Linked DNA regions of Mus musculus: region 2 is linked to region 1. Evidence: chromatin contacts called from public HiChIP or PLAC-seq data. All regions are on one chromosome and are shown on one strand. Each heading gives the region's core, a stretch centred on a gene start, on an enhancer-like site or on the middle of the called end of the contact. The rest is flanking DNA. Distances are from core to core; before and after follow the strand shown.

Region 1 (2,906 bases), core at 19-2,518:
TGTTGATTATTGTGGCCATCTGAGGGGTAACTCTAGATCAGGCCTCTGGTTCCTGAAAGCCTGGGGGTAGAACTGGGGAGAGAGTGTCTCTCGGTCTAGAATCCCTCTAGTGCAAATCTTACACCAGCTAGTGTTTGTGTGCATGCTAATTTTGTGCAAATCTCAGGAAAAGGCAGCCTCTGGTTCCTTATCAGTCAAATGACCTTGAGCTTGGGACAGGATAGAGACAAATTGCTCCTCACTGGCTATGTGATATACTATACTGTGGTGGCCCACCGTGGGCAAAGTGATGGATGGTATCTATCAAGAAGTTGTCTCACCCCTAAGTACTGATGTCTACTGTACTGGGTGAAATGAGTTCCAGGTAAAGCCTCAGGTGCATATTTTACATATCAAAGCAGACCTGGCCTCCAAGTTCTCCCAGCATCCCTCAGTCCCTACCTGGCACACCCTTCCCCCAACCCTGGTCTTTCCAGACCCTTCCCTCAGGAGGCTCTTTCTTATATAATCCAGACATTTTGCGCACATGCTCTCTCCCTATCTCCCCTCCCTCTCTCCTTCCTTTGGTCCCTCCTCCCTCCCTCTCCCTCTCTCCTTTCCCTTCTCTTGCCCCTCCTCCACTTCCCATGGTGACTTCCCTCCCTGGCCTTGGTCCTTGGGGCCAGTGAACTCATCTGAGAGTAGCTTCCAAATAAACCTGCCTTTATTATATTCTAATCCGGCTTGAACGGTCTCATTTCACTGGCAGAGAAATAACCTATCACTAAGGACCAGAGAGATGGCTCAGCCTGTAAAAGTACTTGATGCTAAATCTGATAACATAAATTAAATTCCCAGGACCCAAATAGTGGAAGAAGTAGATTCCAGTGGTTGTCCTCTGGCCTCCACATGTGCATCCTGCCATACACACACCTTCACAGGTTTATTACATGCATGCATCCATACACACATACAAACATAAAATGCTTTGAAAAAAAAGTTTCTGGCTCTGGAACAGCTCTTGGTTATTTTAATGTCACCGCCTGTTACTTTTCATTAGCAGAAAGTCTTTAAGTGTAAAAAGCTGCAGCCTTGGAGGTCTTGAGTGAGGAATAGGGGAGAGTCCGTTAGGAACTCTGGGAGATACCTAGCCGCTAGCTAAGTAGGTAAGACTAGTTTTACCAAAAAAAAAAAAAAAAAAAACCACAGCCAACCCCCTAGGAGCCCAAAGTCACTGGGCGGAGCTTCTGGGAGGGGTGATTGGCTGCCTTTGTGTGATGTCACTTGAGGCCCTAAGGTGAAGCTCCGCCTAAACTTTGGTGGCGACTGTTGGGTCTCTGGCACGTACCATGGCTCACCTAGCCATTATGCTCTGCAGAAAGCGAGTTTTGCCCTTGGCAGTCTCTCAGCAGCCCCTGGCCTGCCTCCTCGCTGTGTCCTCTGCCCTTCACTTTGCTACGGCTCAGTCCGGCTCCTGATGAGCCAAAGAACCGCTGAGCTCAGCTCTTCCCGTGGCCCTAGGCTCCGGCTGGCTGCCTTTGTGCCCGCCTCGCCCGCCTTTAAGTCTCTCGGCTGTGGCTCATCGCTGCGGGGGTGGAGGCGGCCGCCCACATCACGCCAGCCACTGTTCGCTTGTGAGCGGAGGAAGCGTGGTGACCTCAGCCACGGTGCCAGATCCTGCCTCTGAAAAGCCTTGGCTGCGCCACCCTGCCTGCCGTTTGCCAAATGGCGAATAGTCCGGCTCTGTTCAGCGAGATTCCGGGGGTGGGGGGTAGGGGCTTTCGGAGAGAGGCCCTAGGTCCTCCCAACAGGGTGGAGAGAAAGGATAGAGGGTCTTCAGTGAGAGTCACAGTTAGGCTACCAGCCTTCATTGATAATAGGCAACAGGCTTGCCGGCCATAGTGTGCCAATTCCATTGTTTTAAATGTTGCATCTTTCCGCTTGCAGATTTTCTATTTTAGGGTATATTCTAATCATTCAGTGATGGGTTTCAATATGCCTGTCTCATGTACTTTGATCTTACACCCACCACCCTTTTATGTTCCTGTTTCCTCCTGACTTCTGGTCTCCCCTTCCCTCAAGTCTTATTTTTAAGTTTAAATTCTACATATGAGAGAAAACGTGATTAGGGTTTCCTGGGTCCAACTTAGCAACCTCTTGGATCATTAGTCCATTTCCTGCAAATAACACAATTCACTCTTGGCAATGGCAAAATAGTATTCTATTGTGTTATACATACTTTTTTTTAAGCTATTGATCTACTGATGATCACATGGGCTAATATCCATAACCTTGCTAATTTGAAAAAAAAAAATCTGTAGAGAACATGGGTGTGCAGGTGTCTCCGTGGTCTGCTACATTTGATTCCCTCTGGGATATACCTAGGAGTGGCATATCCAGTTCCTGAGATAGTCTTTCTTGCCTTCTCAGGTTCTGTGCTTAAGGTGCACGCCCCTACTTGCCTCTTCCTAGTCCTGGTATAGTTGGTAGCTCTCAGGGGCCCATGGTACAAATGGAAGAACCTGGCAACTGACCCCTGACCCCTCCTTCCATGCCATTGGGAAGGACACTGCTTGAGTGGTTGCCATCTGTGCCCGTCCCGCTATAAAGAGAAACTTCTCCCTTCTGTAGGTCACTGCCATTTTGAGGACAACCCACAGAAGTGACCTCATCCAGAGTGGGACCAGTGGAAGAGGCTGCTGGAGGGGAGGGCGGTACAATTCTTAAAAAGCTAAGACCACGTAGATCTATATAACCCAAGTGCAGGCTGAGGCTTGGGCCGTGAGAGACAGGACAGAATCTCCAAATCTCCACCAGGCACCAGAGATGAGCTCAGCTGTCACATGACACTGTGTCCTCCAGGGCAGGGCAGCCCAGTTCCCTGCTTGGTGCTGCCTGAATGGACATGGGGCGTGCAAGCCCGCTCT
Region 2 (3,076 bases), core at 129-2,628, 470 kb before region 1:
CTGTGTTATCATCCTGACTAGGAACCAGCTCATCTTCCTGTTCATATCCTCTAATATTAAATATCGCTGCATCTAGGACGGCCTCCCTGACCATATTACACTGGAACCAGATGGTCTGCTAACCCTGTCTGGGTAAAGTCAGGAGGAGGCTCTCAGAAGGACTCTCGTCTTTCTGCTAGAGGAGCCCTCACGGTGCAGAGGCAAGCTGTGGTCCAGGCTTTGCAGTTCGGTGGTCTCTGGGGGAGAAGGCTCGGGATGAAAGGACTCCAGCTTGGCCCCAGACCAGACTCTAGGTAGTTGTGTAGGATTCTTGGAAAGAGCAAGTACAGAGGCACACAATTTGGAAGCCTATGGAATGCTGGATTCATTTGCCCCGCCTCCCCTGCCCCCAGCCCACTGCCTACTCTGGGGCTCCGAGGATAGGAAGCAACTTGGTCTGTCCATCACTGTTCAGAGCCCTGGGAGACCCAGCTTATGGCATAGAGCCAAAGACCCCAGTGGACCATATGAAGACCACGGTGAGTGCTTAGCAGTACCTCCACTCCCAAAGAGAGGGTCTGCAGAGAGGGAAAGAGAAAGGCAGCTACACAGCCCCAGAGATGGGTTTATAGACACAGCGGCATCCTCCTATGGCATCAGCAGCTTGAGACTTGAAGAGCTAGGTGACAGGGTCTCACTAAATCATTGCCTCTCCAGGCACGCTACGGCCAAGGGCTCTGGCAGGGAACCAGGGTCCTAGGCTTATCCCAGTTCCTCCTGTACTTCCTCCAGTTACTGCAGATGCACGAGTTCTGTTGGTCATCAGCCAAGGAAGCCCAAGGCTAAGGCAAATGGTAGTTTGGGGCGGGTTATATCCATCTACAGTGGGCAAGTTAGCAGAGCCACACAGGAGGGTTGTGCTGATAGGGGAGGGAAAGCTGGCTCTGGCTGCGGGTCCCAGTAACCGCAAGAAAAGAAGACTCCAGAGACAGCCAGACTAGACAACATTGACGGTTTGTTTTTGCCAACCAACACCATCTAAGTCTGTTTGAAATCACCCAACATACTTGATAGTCCAGGAGAATAAAGAGAAAAACTGAGGTTGTTTGTTTGTTTGTTTGTTTTTGTGGGACAGGGGTAGTTCTATAGATAGAGCCTATGCCAAGAATCAAAGTCTTAAACACCATTGAGGGTAACAGACCCAGCTCTGCTCTCTAGGCCGTTAAAGTCCTCTGCTCGCCTAGTTTTCCCATACAGTGCAGGGCTGCCCCACCCGAGGCTCTCACCCACCCCCGTCTTTCATCTAGTGTAGAGTTGAGTGGGTAAGCCTCGCTGCTTTTCCCAGCCCAAATGACGCAGGGGCCAGCTGGCTGCTGCAGAGGAGGGCGTGGGAATCCTGTGGGTTGTGCTGGGCAACTGCGCCCTCTAGTGGTAGCCACAGAACGATGCACAGACACGCAGACAAAGGGTGAACCAGATTTCCTATCTCCTTTTGCACCATCTCTTCCCAAGGCCTCTATGATACAGTCGGCGCCAGATGACTTAGGCCCTGCTCAAAAGGAAGTGGAAGAACAGCTTGTGGTCCTTGACAACTTCTAAACCAAACCCTTGGAGGAGAGAGGAGGCCAGTGCTTCTGCACTCTGGCCACACCTTCTGTGAAAGCCTTCATCCGGCTACAGCATACTCTCATGTCTCTCAAAACTCTTTCAGCCTCTCCTGTCTGAGATGCTACCCCTGCCAGAGGAAAATCCTAAGCCTCCATCCCATGCAGAGACTTGAAAGCCACAGTGTGGGCTTCTCAGGGGACAGGGATCTGCTTCTGGTCACCCCAAAGGGGAACTTCAAGCATTCCCTAAGGAAGCACTCATTCACTGAGAACCCATCTTATGCCACAACATCTGCAGCCACAGTCTCTCAGCAGGCCCAAAGGGAACCAGAGTCAAACCCCAGTTTACAGAGTGGAGGGTCGGGTCTCAGAAGGTCAAGTGTCTTGTCCGTGAGCGACTATTTGTCAATAATCTCTGGTTTCTGCAAGCCAGGTGCTAAGCTAAGTGTGTTATTACACAGACTCTGTTATACAGATGTCCCCATAAGCTAGGCTGTCCGGTGAGCTAGGTTAGAGTTAGCTCCCTGTTACAGATGAAGGTTCAGAGACAGGAACAGGCACATGGCACATGGTATATTCTAAGTCACAAACAAAGTCAGACACAAAAACACACACCTAGGAAGTATCAGAAGCATAGAAACACAATTCTATTTCCCCCTTACTCTGATACTGGCTTTATGTTGTTATTATTATATTTTATTTTTATGTATGTGTATGCATATGATATATGAGTGTAAGCCCTGTGCATGGCCAGAAGAGGGCGCTGGATCCCCTAGAGCTGGAGTTACAGGCAGTTGTGAGCCACCTAAGGTGGGTGCTGGGAGGCAAACAAGAACTTTGGGAGGAGTAGCAGGAACTCCTAACCATTGAGCCATCCATCCAGACCTCTTTACTGGTGCTGTTTGCTTTGTTTTTCATCTGCTTTTTTTTGGAACCCTAGGTTGCCTCCTTTCTGCCCCTTTGAATGCCTCACATAAGGCTCCATTGCCACCACAGCACAGCACAAAGACGGTATCTCAGGAGCCACACGGCATAGCACAGAGACAGCATTTTGGATACCATATATAGCACAGCACAACACAGCGACCACATCTCAGGTGCCACACAGCACAGCACAGAGACAGCATCTCTTCTTCAGCTTCCGAGGCATCCTCTGTCTTTTTACAAGAGCCATAGAAATGACCTTGGTGTCCCCTTCCTTCTTCCCTTCATCTTTTAATTCCTGCCGAAGCAAAGTCATGCCTGCCTTTTTTCTCAACATGATTACAGTAAAGGGACTGGATTGCAGCCAGCGGTTTCCTGGGCAATGGCCTGTTCTTCCCAGTGTAAGGGGTGTGAGCAAGTGGGCCACGGTGAACTCATGTAGAAACTGGGACGATGAAGAGATATCTGCTGGCAAGTCACCGCCAGCAGAGGACGGTGCTCGGGGAGAAGATGCAGTCAGTGTGGGCTCCCCATGGAGGGCAGACAACCTAAAAGCAAGCCTTAAC

Evidence for each region. HiChIP or PLAC-seq counts read pairs in DNA pulled down with a chosen protein or histone mark.
Region 2: a contact with region 1 is called in a FOXA1 HiChIP or PLAC-seq map of pancreatic cancer cells. The contact joins two enhancer-like sites. A contact is called at or near these places in 1 of 115 datasets of contacts at active chromatin or transcription factors (pancreatic cancer cells) and 1 of 9 other capture datasets (pancreatic islet).

Annotation. Positions count from the first base shown.
Region 1 is chr1:136,138,868-136,141,773 of GRCm38.p6, forward strand. All of the region lies in intron 1 of Kif21b (kinesin family member 21B), which reads left to right. Among named protein-coding and RNA genes, the nearest start is that of Kif21b, 8.9 kb to the left of the region's middle. Within about 2 kb of position 1,269, at least 412 of the 459 cell types and tissues checked have an H3K27ac peak or open chromatin away from gene starts, as enhancers often do. A contact at or near this core is called in pancreatic cancer cells, where this site is marked.
Region 2 is chr1:135,669,218-135,672,293 of GRCm38.p6, forward strand. It overlaps a transcript of Nav1 not described here. Among named protein-coding and RNA genes, the nearest start is that of Gm32835, 17 kb to the right of the region's middle. Within about 2 kb of position 1,379, at least 151 of the 459 cell types and tissues checked have an H3K27ac peak or open chromatin away from gene starts, as enhancers often do. A contact at or near this core is called in pancreatic cancer cells, where this site is marked.